2 separate regions of the Sus scrofa genome follow, and region 2 is linked to region 1. A link is a contact called in public HiChIP or PLAC-seq data. All regions are on one chromosome and are shown on one strand. Each heading gives the region's core, a stretch centred on a gene start, on an enhancer-like site or on the middle of the called end of the contact. The rest is flanking DNA. Distances are from core to core; before and after follow the strand shown.

Evidence for each region. HiChIP or PLAC-seq counts read pairs in DNA pulled down with a chosen protein or histone mark.
Region 2: a contact with region 1 is called in an H3K27ac HiChIP or PLAC-seq map of skeletal muscle, with 3 times the contacts expected there. The contact joins two enhancer-like sites. A contact is called at or near these places in 4 of 47 Hi-C or Micro-C datasets (embryonic fibroblasts, heart right ventricle, omental adipose tissue and 1 more) and 1 of 2 datasets of contacts at active chromatin or transcription factors (skeletal muscle).

Annotation. Positions count from the first base shown.
Region 1 is chr13:206,297,781-206,303,184 of Sscrofa11.1, forward strand. No RefSeq gene overlaps it. Among named protein-coding and RNA genes, the nearest start is that of CRYAA, 6.6 kb to the left of the region's middle. Within about 2 kb of position 3,146, at least 53 of the 83 cell types and tissues checked have an H3K27ac peak or open chromatin away from gene starts, as enhancers often do. A contact at or near this core is called in omental adipose tissue, retroperitoneal adipose tissue and skeletal muscle, where this site is marked.
Region 2 is chr13:206,363,265-206,368,668 of Sscrofa11.1, forward strand. No RefSeq gene overlaps it. Among named protein-coding and RNA genes, the nearest start is that of CRYAA, 72 kb to the left of the region's middle. Within about 2 kb of position 3,162, at least 26 of the 83 cell types and tissues checked have an H3K27ac peak or open chromatin away from gene starts, as enhancers often do. A contact at or near this core is called in omental adipose tissue, retroperitoneal adipose tissue and skeletal muscle, where this site is marked.

The DNA of each region.
Region 1 (5,404 bases), core at 1,896-4,395:
CCTGACGAGCCCGGCAGGATGGGCCTGGGCATGGTGCCCACACTCCTTGAGAAGCTGGGCCCCAAGAGGGGAGGACGAGGGGGTTTCAAACAGTGACCTCTGTTCAACACGCAGGGAACTGGCTGTCACCCGGACTTTAAGTGGAAAGCAGGGCGTTTGTGCAAGCGTACACACACACACACACACACACACACACACACACACACACGCTTGCCTTCGTAGCTCTGGGTTTGGCCTCCTTCTCAACAAGGCCCTCGCCCCAGGGAAGCGTCTCCAGATTCCCCACCCCACCTGCCTACTCCTTCCGACAGGTGGTCCTGCCTCGGTCCTGCCGCTTCCTCCGTCTCCATGGAGATGGGGGCAGCCTGCGTAGGCGCCCAATGATCACAGCTCTTGGGGGCTGGGGTGGGTATTTTGGAAAATCAGTCAGCGGCTCCCTGCCCCTCCCAGGTGCCCCAGACCTGCTGTTGTCAGAGCCACTTCTGCTTGGCACAGCCTGGCCTGTCACTGCACCGGGTCTCGTGGGCCAGGGGCCGGGGTCCTGGGGGCCTGGCTGCAGCCACAACTGAGCTGCCAATGGAGGCCTGGTCTTGCGTTCGCTGTGGACCTGGCCTGGGCCTGGCCTGAGCCGCCACCCCCAAATCCACGTGTTGGAGCCCTCGTTTCCACCCTCGCAGGTGACGGTTTGGAGACGGGGGCCCTAAAGGGGTGTTTAAGATAAAACGAGTCATCGGGACGGGTCCGAATCCCACAGGACTGGGGTCCCCGGGCCCACACACTGAAGGACGACCGTGGGGGACACGGCCGTCCACGCCGAGGAGAGAGGCCTCGGCAGAACGCAGCCCGTGACGCCTTTTGATCTTGGACTTCGGCCCCCAGGACCGTGAGGAAGTGAATGTCCGTTGTTTAAGGCTCCCCGCCCGGGGTTCCTTAGAGCAGCCGAGCTGACACTACAGGCCCGGAGACCGGGCCATCCGCCCTCTGGGGAGGCAGGCTCCCGGGATCCGGATCGAGCGCCTTGATCCGGGGTTTGCAGTGAGCACGGGGCCTCATCAGGCAGGGAAAGGAGTTTCCCAGGAGGGTAAGACCCCACCTTGCCCCGCCTCCTGAGACAGGGCCACGCCCCTCCGCCCTCCCAGGGCGCCTGGACACCCCTTCTCCGCTCTCCACCCTGCCTGGGGGTTTCTTAAGCTAAGACACCCATGTGCCAGCCTGCAGCGGCTTTGTACCTTCGGAGAGGCCTGGACTCTGGGGTCCGATGGAAATGCCTGAGGCCATTGACCAACGGCCAGGGTCTGGCCCCTTCTTGGCCCTGGAGAGCCAGCCCCGCATCCCCCTGGCCTTTGCCCGGCTGGTCCTGCCCTGTCAGCAGCATCCATGCTCCCTGGGATGTATAGGGGGCCTGTTCTGGAACAGTCCCCACACGGCCCACCCTCCACAGCTGCTGTCGGCCAAGTATCACTGACTCCGTGCAGGCACCCAGCTGCCTATCATCTTCTGCAGAGTCCAGGGCAGGTGTGCCCGATGCCCACCAGGCAGGAGGCTGCACTCATGCCAACAGGAGCTCAGCTTTGGCCATGGCTGTCTGGCCGTGCCCCACGCATCGGGGGCACCAGGCATGCCCACCAGGCATCGGGCGGCCCCAGAGCTCTGACCATGGTGCTCTGCCAGTGTCAGTGCCGCGGGCTGTTGTAGGAAGAACTTCAGAACCCAAGGGACCACCTGCTGCCCTTCCTGCTCCTCCCTCCAGACTCACGCCTGTCCACGTGCTGTAGGCCCGGGGTTCACCTCCCGCACGGCTGCCCCGCCTCTGCTGCCTGCTGATGCTTCTTGGCCCGCTGGCCTTCCCCCCACCCTGTCCACTTCTGGTCACGTCTTGCCTGGGGGCCACTCCCCAGACAGTCCTGGGCCACTGGAGTCCAGCCTTATTCACCCTAGGACACGCGGCTGTCCCCACCACCAAACTGTGAAGGCGGGTTGGCCAGCATCCCCTGAAACTGATGGTCTGTGGGCCCCACTCAGAGTCCTGCACAAATACAGATGCCCAGGCCCTGGCCCAGACCTGCCGAATTGGCCTGTGTGGGGCTGAAGCCCAGGAGTCTGCGAGCTGATAATTCTCCACGAGAAACTCACATCCAGGAGAGCCTGAGGGACTCCGGAGTAACAGCAGCTGCCTCCGTGGGTGGGTCAGTGACGGGGTGTGGCCTGGCGGCAGAGCAGCCTCCCCACCCCTAGGTCTCATTCTAGATCCTGGGGGGAGGGGCACCTTCTCATTCCAGCAAATAGGAGGCTTGCACGTGGTTACGTGGTTCTGGAGCAGGAACCGAGGTCCCCTCCGGGATCTCACGGTCACCCTGAGCTGCAGGGTCATCACTGACATTTATCAACAGCAGCAGCAGCAGGAAGAGCATTGGCGGAGCACCTACTGTGTGCCAGACACTGTGCCAGCCACACTGGCAGCTGGCAGCCCCAAAGCAGCCCAGCTGCCTGTAACGGGCTCCACTGTTAGGGAGAAAAGCAGGCTTCCAGGCTGAGTCACTTACCTGGCGCTCCCATCGGGGAGGGCCCGGCCAGGACTCACCCTGCCTGTCTGAGCTCAAAGGCAGGACTCCAGCCCCTGCACGACAGGTGTCATTATACAGCCTCACAGCTCACCCCAAGTCAGAAGGCACTGAAGAAGTCAGCCTGGTCCTGATCTGCAGGTGACTTGCTGTGTGACCACAGGCAGATTTTTGAGGCCCTCTGAGTATCAGATCCTGCTTCTCACCAGTTCACGAGGCGCAGGGTGGGTGGGGGGGAGTGGGAGGGGTGGGGGGGATGGTACTCTCTCCCAGGGGCGTCCAGCAAGCCCGTGGCCTCCTGCGTTTCCAAGACTCACCACCAGGTGCCAGCAGAGGCTTTGTCTTGGCCGCCCGGCCCTCGCGGGAAGAAGGGGCGGAGCTGAGAGGTCACCTTCACGGGTCCAGAAGCAGCCGCGCATCTGCTGCGACCAGCTCCTGGGGGTGGGCCGGCCGCGAGAGCTCTGGGAAACCCCGTCCTGACCCAGGGAGTGGGTGTCCAACAGAGGACACTGAAAAGAAAAGCCCCACTGGGAGCCAGTGGTATTTCTTTACAACAAGCAGTTTTTGTTTCGTTTTCTTGTTTGTGAAATCATTTGAAAAGGGGCAAATCATTGCCTGGCAGGCCAGCACCATGTGGGGGGGGCCCCCTGTGGCTCTGGGGGATCTCCCCCCTGGCAGAATGACGTCGTGTGTCGGCCCTCTCTGGCCATGGGCCTGCTGGCTCCCACGGTCTCTTTCTGGGAAGACTCTAGAGCAGCCTCGGGTCCTGCCACGTGCCCAGAGGGGACATGGCCTTGGCAGGCAGCCCTAACACAGTGCCTCAACACTGTGTCCAGCCGTGTCAGACAGGAACCTGATGCGGGTGGGCACAGTGGCGGGGTCACAGGTCAGCGGTCTCATCAGCCAGATGCTACACCCCGAGGCTGTGCACCTGTGTCAGACCGCACGTCCAAGGGGAAGCCACCAGGGGGGCCTGGGACCTGAGGGACAAGGCCAGGACCTGTCTCCTGGAGTCAGGGCGGTGCCTGCCACCTAGCACCTCCCTTGGCCTTCAGGACTTGGGATGGGAGTGGGCTGCCCAAAGGGGATTCCGCCCAGGCTGGGGCCGGGGAGGGGCGGCCTGGCCCAGGGCTGCGGCCCCCATGTGGCCCACATTAGGGCCAGCGTCCTGGCTGCTGGGGTGGCCAGGCTGGGGGTTCTGCCGCTGTGAGTTTGCTCCAGGATCCTGGGCTGGGGGTGGAATCTGCAGGAGCAGGGGTGGTGGATGTGTGCAGGTTGCTGTCACAAAAACAGAACCCAACAGAAGACACGCATGTGTGTGGGCTCACGCACGCACACACGTGCACGTACGGCTCAAGTCACATGCACATGCAAACACAAACACACAAGCACACACACATGCACAACACATAGTGTGAGCCACAGGTGCAGAGTATGCACGTCTGCACGTCTGTGTACACATATGCACACACAGACACGCACTACACGCACCTGCAATGGCCACGAGCAGGCTCTAGGCTCTATTTCCTGCCTCCCGTCAGCTTCTCTCTGTCTGATGTGTGCTTGAACTTGAAGACACAACCACGCCAGACATATCCTGCCCGTCTCCCCCCCTTGAGGGGAGCCTCCCTGTGTGCTGGCGAGCAGTCCCTTTCACGAGGGGCTTTTGGGAACGCCTGGCCGTCTCGGTGTGGCTGCAGCGCCTGGCTGCTGAGCCTGGAGGGGGGGAGGGCACGGTGTGCTCAAGGGCACCCCAAGGTCACGGGCAAGGAACATGAGGATCAGGCTGCTCCTTCTTCCCCAGGCTCTTCCCTCTTGCCTTCATCTCCGCCCAGCCCCCCACCCCCAGGAGCCAGAAATCAACAACAACAATAATAAATATTGTGCTTAAAAACACATCTTTCCAAAACCTCTTCAGACAGAGCCTCACTGCACTTAAGGGTGGGTTTGCAGGTTGCTAAGTATGATGGGGGGGCACCGGGGAGACCAGTCAGACCAGGGGGGTAGAGGTGGGATGCCCACATTCTGCCCACACGACTGCGGGACCTTGGCAGCTTTCCGGTGATGATGGAGCAATTCCTGGGGGGGACCAGGGCCGCTTTCCTCCCCATGGCTGGGGACAGCTATGTTTGGGGACAGCCATGTGTGGGGACTTTGTGTGCAAGTCCATGCGGACAGCTCACCCTGGGCTCCCTTGCGGGGACTTACTGGAGCAGGTGCTTCCTTTTGCTGGTTTCCTGTGAAAAGCTGAATTATAAGGAGTGGCCTGGGGCGGGGGTGGGGGGGATGCGAACCCCAGCTGACCGCTCCTGAGCCGGGTCCTGACTTTCTCACTGCCCGTTCCTGCAGCCACCGTCCAGCGTGTTTCTGGCGACAGGCAGACCGCAGGGCCGTGCCGGTTTCCGGGGGGCTGCCAGGACAGGTGGCCACAAACCGGGCAGCTTCAAACACAGAAATTTATTTGGAGGCCAGAAGTGTGGGAGGAAGGTGTCTGTGGCTGTCAGCCCCCCAGGGGCTGCGGGTCCTCCTGCCTCTTCCCGCTCCTGGGGCTGCGTCTGCCCCCGCCCCCCAGTCTCTGCCTCCAGGGCCACCGACCTCCTGCCTGTGGCTCTCTGCTCTTCTCCCTTTCGTCTTTTTAATTTAAAAAATTAAAGAATAGTTGATTTGCAATGTTGTGCCAATGTCTGCCGTGCAGTGACTCAGTTCTTCTCATACTCGCTCTTTTTTCTTCTCTTTGCCATCGCAGTCTATCCCGGGGGGTGGACAGTCCCCTGTGGTCGTCTCGGGAGGACACCAGCCACGGGCGCTGAGGTCCGCTCGTGTAAAAGCGGAACGGCTGCACC
Region 2 (5,404 bases), core at 1,912-4,411, 66 kb after region 1:
TCCCTTCCCAAGACAAAAATCCAGCATCCATTTCAGCGTGAATCTGGGTGGCGCCCAGGGCTGTGTGACTGGCTGGCCCTGCCTCCGCTGTGGTTCCACGGGGCTGGCCGCGTGGCTTTGCAGCTCTGCAGGTCCTTCCTGAGAATCGGTGCCTCTTGGCATTTCCTCTGATCTCCAGGAGATGCATGATGTTGCTCCTGGTCCCACGTGGCGTCTGTGACCTCAGCTGGGATCCCAGGGCCGCGTGGGCAGGAAAGAGAGCCATCAGCACAGACGTGGGGCACGGTGGTCCCCCAGCTCTGCGTCCAGCTGTGCCGGGGGAATGAGGGGAACCCCTTCGGGTCCATAAACTGGCTGCAGCCTCTGACGCCTGCCCGGACCGCCACACAGCACGCTCCGTCTCTCTGGGGCACCCGGTCGGGGAGAGAGAACAGACGCGCCAGGCACAGGCCAGCCTCCCGGAGCAGAAGTGGGAGGTCCAGTCCGGGCCGTGACTCCAAAAGGGTCTGTGAGCCACCCTGGCGGGCCAGCAGGAGGAGGGGGCCGGGCTCTAGGGCAGAGCTGTGCCCAGCCCTGGCCCAGCCGTCCCAGGCCCAGCGTGGCCTCCGTTGGCACCTGTTCTAAAGCTCTGTGCGTTTGTCCGTCTCCTGCAGGCTGGAGCTCCAGCAGGAGGGAGGCCTGGGGGGGAGGGGTCAGGTCTGAGCCCCCAGCACAGGAGGGCAGGGGTTCGGCAAGGGGTGGGCTGATGGACGGTGGTGGACCTGACCCCTGGGACAGTGGGACCTTCCGTAGGGAGGGGAGGAGAACAGCGGTCCTTCCTGTGGCTCCTTCAGGGCCACTGGGGGTCAGAACTGGACATAAATGACAACACGTCAGTGTCCTTTGGCCGCCGAAACAAATGACCACAGATTGGGTGGCTTAAAAGAACATAATTCCGGTCACAGTTCTGGAGGCCGGAAGTCCAGAGTCACGGGGTCTGGAGAGCCAAGCTCCTAAGCATCTCGGGGACAGCCGGTTCCCGGTCCCTCAGCGTCTGATGCTGCGGGAACCCTGTCTTCCATGGCTTGTAGACTCCTGGCCCCAAGCACAGCCTCGGCCACCGCAGGGCCATCCTGCCCAGCGTGTCTGTCCTGTCCTCTCAGGACCCGCCCCCTTCCAGGCTGATCCTATCCTGACTCATCCCACCTGCAAAGAGCCGGCGCCACACCAGGTCACCGTCAGGGCACAGGGGTTGGGACATGGACAGTCAGGGCACAGAGGTCAGACTACGGACATGTCTCTTAGAGGCGGGACAAGTCCACCCGCAACAGGTGGCAAAATGATCCCCTCCCCTTAAAGAGCCACACTGGGCGGAATCGCAGAGGCTGGGCCTTGGGGTGTGGCCGTGGCTGCCCAGGTGCCAGGCGCGGCCCATGCCAGCTGCCCTCAGCAGCAGCCTGGGGACGGTCGGTACAGTCATGCTGGCCCCGTGCTGCACTGCTGTCCGGAGGGTCACTGGGGCTGCCCACTGTGGGCCTTCGTGAGGACAAGGGCGCTGTTCATGTCACGTGGAACCGAGAAATGTCTGCTGCCTGGGCTGCCAAGACTCTGCAGGCCTGGAAGGGCCAGGTCGATGCCAGACCCCGTGCAGGGCAGCCCAGCAAGGAGGATCTGAGACTCCAGCCCTGGCTGTGGTGACCGGTCCCTGCCCAGCAGGCGGGGCTGCCAGGAGTGTCCAGAGAAACCATTAATATGCGGTGGCACGAATCTGGCATCACAGGCCGCCTTGGGGGCCGCTGACTGGGGCTTCCAAGGCCCCTTGGCCCTGCCCGGTGGACAGAGTTAGGACTTTTCTTGTAGAAGGGGACGAGAAGGCCCTGGAGGGGAATACGGGGCAGGCACAGCCTGGGGGCCACACACTCACTGTCATCGTCCACCGACTGACAGAAGAGGACTGCCCGCACCAGGGGGCAGGGTCAGCCTTGTCTGCTGTGGGGGCTCTGCCTGCCAGTAGGGGGCCCCAGCCTGGCCCCCAACAGGGAAGGCTGGAAGCAGGTCTCTGTGGGGAGCTGCCACCTGTCCTAAACACAGTTTCAGCAGCTCAGGCAGTTCGGGGGAGGGGGCAGTGACAGATGGACCAGGGGAGGGGTATAAGCCCACTCCCCGGGGGCATGCACTGCGTCATTTGGCATAGGGGATGGGCCACTGGGGGTGCCTCCTCTCCTCCTCCCACCAGCCCCACCAAGAAGCCCCTTGAAGGCAGGCTCGACCAGGCACCCAAGAGCCAGCTTGGCCACTGTGCCTCCTGAGCTGACAGCTTGGTCTTCCAGAAGGATCTGGAGTCAGGGTCCTGGGAACATCCCAACGCAGAGACCAGCCCCAGCCCCACCCAATGTGGGCATCTCCATGCACACACTCCCCTGGGAAACTAAGGCAGGTGGGAGAGGCTGGCAGGTGGGAGAGGCTGGCAGGTGGGAGAGGCTGGCAGGTGGGAGAGGCTGGCAGGTGGGAGAAGCTGGCAGGTGGGTAATGCAAAATGCTTCCTCATTTTCAACATGGACGCAACAGTGCCCTAACCCCGGCAAGGCCGGAACTTGAGCGGCTGCTCATGGAGCAGCCGTGAGCTGGCTGGTGCAAGGGAGGAGCCTCCCCCACGCAGGATCATCCTTGACAGGACTGCGCTGCTGTCTTGCCATCATCCTTGACAAAACCACGTGCCACGTCCCAGCGGATGTTGCACTGAGGCTCCATGAGAAACTGACTCCCAGCCGGGAGGGGGCAGGCGTTTGCTGAGCCTTGGAGGGGGGGTCAGCACCACCACGTGTCTGGGGGGCCCCCCATCTGGGACTCTGGTGTGCTCCACAGCTGGTGACTTCCCCCAGGCTCGCTGACCTCGCTGTCACAGACCAGGACCGCACCCTTGGAACTGGTTCCCCTGAGTGCAGGGCTGGGCGGGACCGAGACCCACCAGGCTGAACCCGGGATGCAAATGCCCGGCCTGAGAAAAGGGAAGGGCGTCCAGCCACGGCCCGGAACCGGCAGCCCCGCAGCTGGCTCGGGAAGCCCCCTTTCCTCGGAGTCAGGGCTTTTTGTCGTATTTTTGGAGGGGAGTACCGAGGGGGGTGTCCCTGATTAATGAGTCCCAGCGTCTAATCTGCCCACGTGCAGCTGCCCCATCCACCAGCCCCGTGGGCCTCTCTTGCCCATCCAGCCACAGCAAACGGGCGGCCCCAGGGTGACGCTGTTTGTCACCCCCAAGTGTGAGGCCCAGAGTCGGACAAGCCAGGCTGCAGAAAGGCAATGCCAGCTGCTCTACCAGGGCTCATGTGGGCACAGGGGTGGCAGATCCGTCGCTCCTCGGATGGCGGGGGTAGGGCTGGGGGAGGGGAGGCGAGGGCAGTGGGGGAAGCACAGGGGGGCGTCGCTAAAGGAGAAGCACTGTTCTGTCCGCCCCCCCCCCGCCCCCAGGACACATGGAGCCTCCTTCGGAGGAAGCCGTGGGCAGCGGCCTTTGCAAGACCAGGGCTCATGGCAGGAAGGGGTGTCCCTGTGTGTTTCCGGGACAGGAGGGGCGGGGGGGAGTGCTGAGTCCTCCATCTGGCCGATGGGGGAGCCCTGCCCTTGGGCCCGGAGACCTAGAGGAGGCCCCTGCCCAGCGTGAGTTTCACGGGCAGCCGCGGGCAGAGGCCCTGGCAGGAATCTTCTGGTGGACAGAGCAGCCGTGGCCGCAGCCTGCCCAGCTGGATTGCCGCCTTACACAGCCACCTTACAGGGGGCCGTTTGTTGGTGTGTGTGTGGGAGGGGCGTCTGCCTGTTGCTGGCTGGTGAGCAAAGGCTAATAAGCCATGGGGGCGCAGCAGTAATTAGCCACGGTCCAGGGCTGGCCCGTCATCTGTCCACATATCGAGACCTGCACCTTGACCCGAGGGGGGACCGGCAGCCATCAAACGGCCAAGCGGGCTCAGAATTGGCCTCCAAGGCTCCGCAGTGCATCTGAGAGCTCTCGTCCCACGCCCATCCCCCCGCGTCACCTTCGCACCCGTGATAGTAAAACGTCCCCCCGCATGTTTGAATCGGGCCATGAGACAAACATGCTACAGGTTTTGAAGGCTCATGCACCGTTACTCCCACCTCTGATGCACGGTCTGCAGCGTCTAAATGTGACTTTTAAGGTGCTCTTTGGAAGGGAGCCCCCGAGACAGGAAGCTGTCACAGGCGTGGTCCCCCGCGGGACCCACAGGCCCTCCCACCTTCCAGCTGTAGAACATTCTGCAAAGGAAACACCCACAATCGATGCTTTAGTCCTACTTGCTGGCTTCTCTTCCACGATGCGTCAGCCACAGGGAAGGATCTTACAGCCTCCAGGAAAGTTTACGTCGGCCCCAGGCCTTCCTCTCCCCACCCCTGAGCTGCGAACAGCAGTTTCAGGGACTCTGTTTATGAAATGAAGGGTGAAGTTGAGGGCGTTGGACTGGGAAATGGATTCCCTGCTTTTTCTAGAGAGCGGGTCATCTGCTCCCGGAGCCTGGGGAGGGGGCGCTTGCAGACATGTGAGCAGCACCATGTGTGCGACTCCTGGGGGCTCTGTGCTCCTTTATCTCGGACCCAGGCCCATCTTTCGGGAGTGAGACTGGCCTGTCCTGCAGGCGGGAGCTCGGACCCACATGGAGGCTGCGAGATGGCTCCTGGGCCCTTCTGGGGACTGTCCAGGGTCACCCCCGCCCAGCTGGACATCCTCCAGGCCACACCTCTTATTGAAGAGGGTCCCCACATCCCGAGCAGAGAGCACCCCACTTGTCAGGGCTGTTCAGGGCAGAGCACATGCATTTCTGAGACAAGACCGGAAAGAGGAGGGTGGCTTAGCGTCCTGCTGGTGGAAGAGAGGCTTCTGGGAAACACCCTGGGCCACGCAGAACCAGATGCGCAAAGCGGGCGGCCTCCTCGGCCCTGTCGCTGGTTGGGTCCCATGGAGATGTATGCGGGGGAGTGGGAGGCCAGCAGGGGTGTCGCCCACGGCACAGACGTGACACCTGGGCACCAGATCCCAAGAGCCAAGGCTCTTACCTTGTTGTCTTCTGCTCTCCTCTTAAAGTTTTTTCTAACAACTTTTCTGTCTCTTTACAAAAGTGAGAGAACGGTTTGTTTAATTGTGGTAAAATACACAACATAAAATCTATCGTCTTGGAGTTCCTGCTGTGCACCCTGGGTTAAGAACCTGGCTGGAGCGGCTCTGGCTGCTGTGGAGGCACGGGCTCAATCCCCGGCCTGACACAGTGGGCCAAGGACCCGGCATTGCTGAAAGCTGCAGCTTGGATTCCACCCTTTCCATCCCTGGCCTGGAAACTTCCATATGTCACAGGTGTGGCCATGAAGTTTAAAAAAAACCCAAAAAACTGTTGTTATTATTATTATTTTGTCTTTTTGC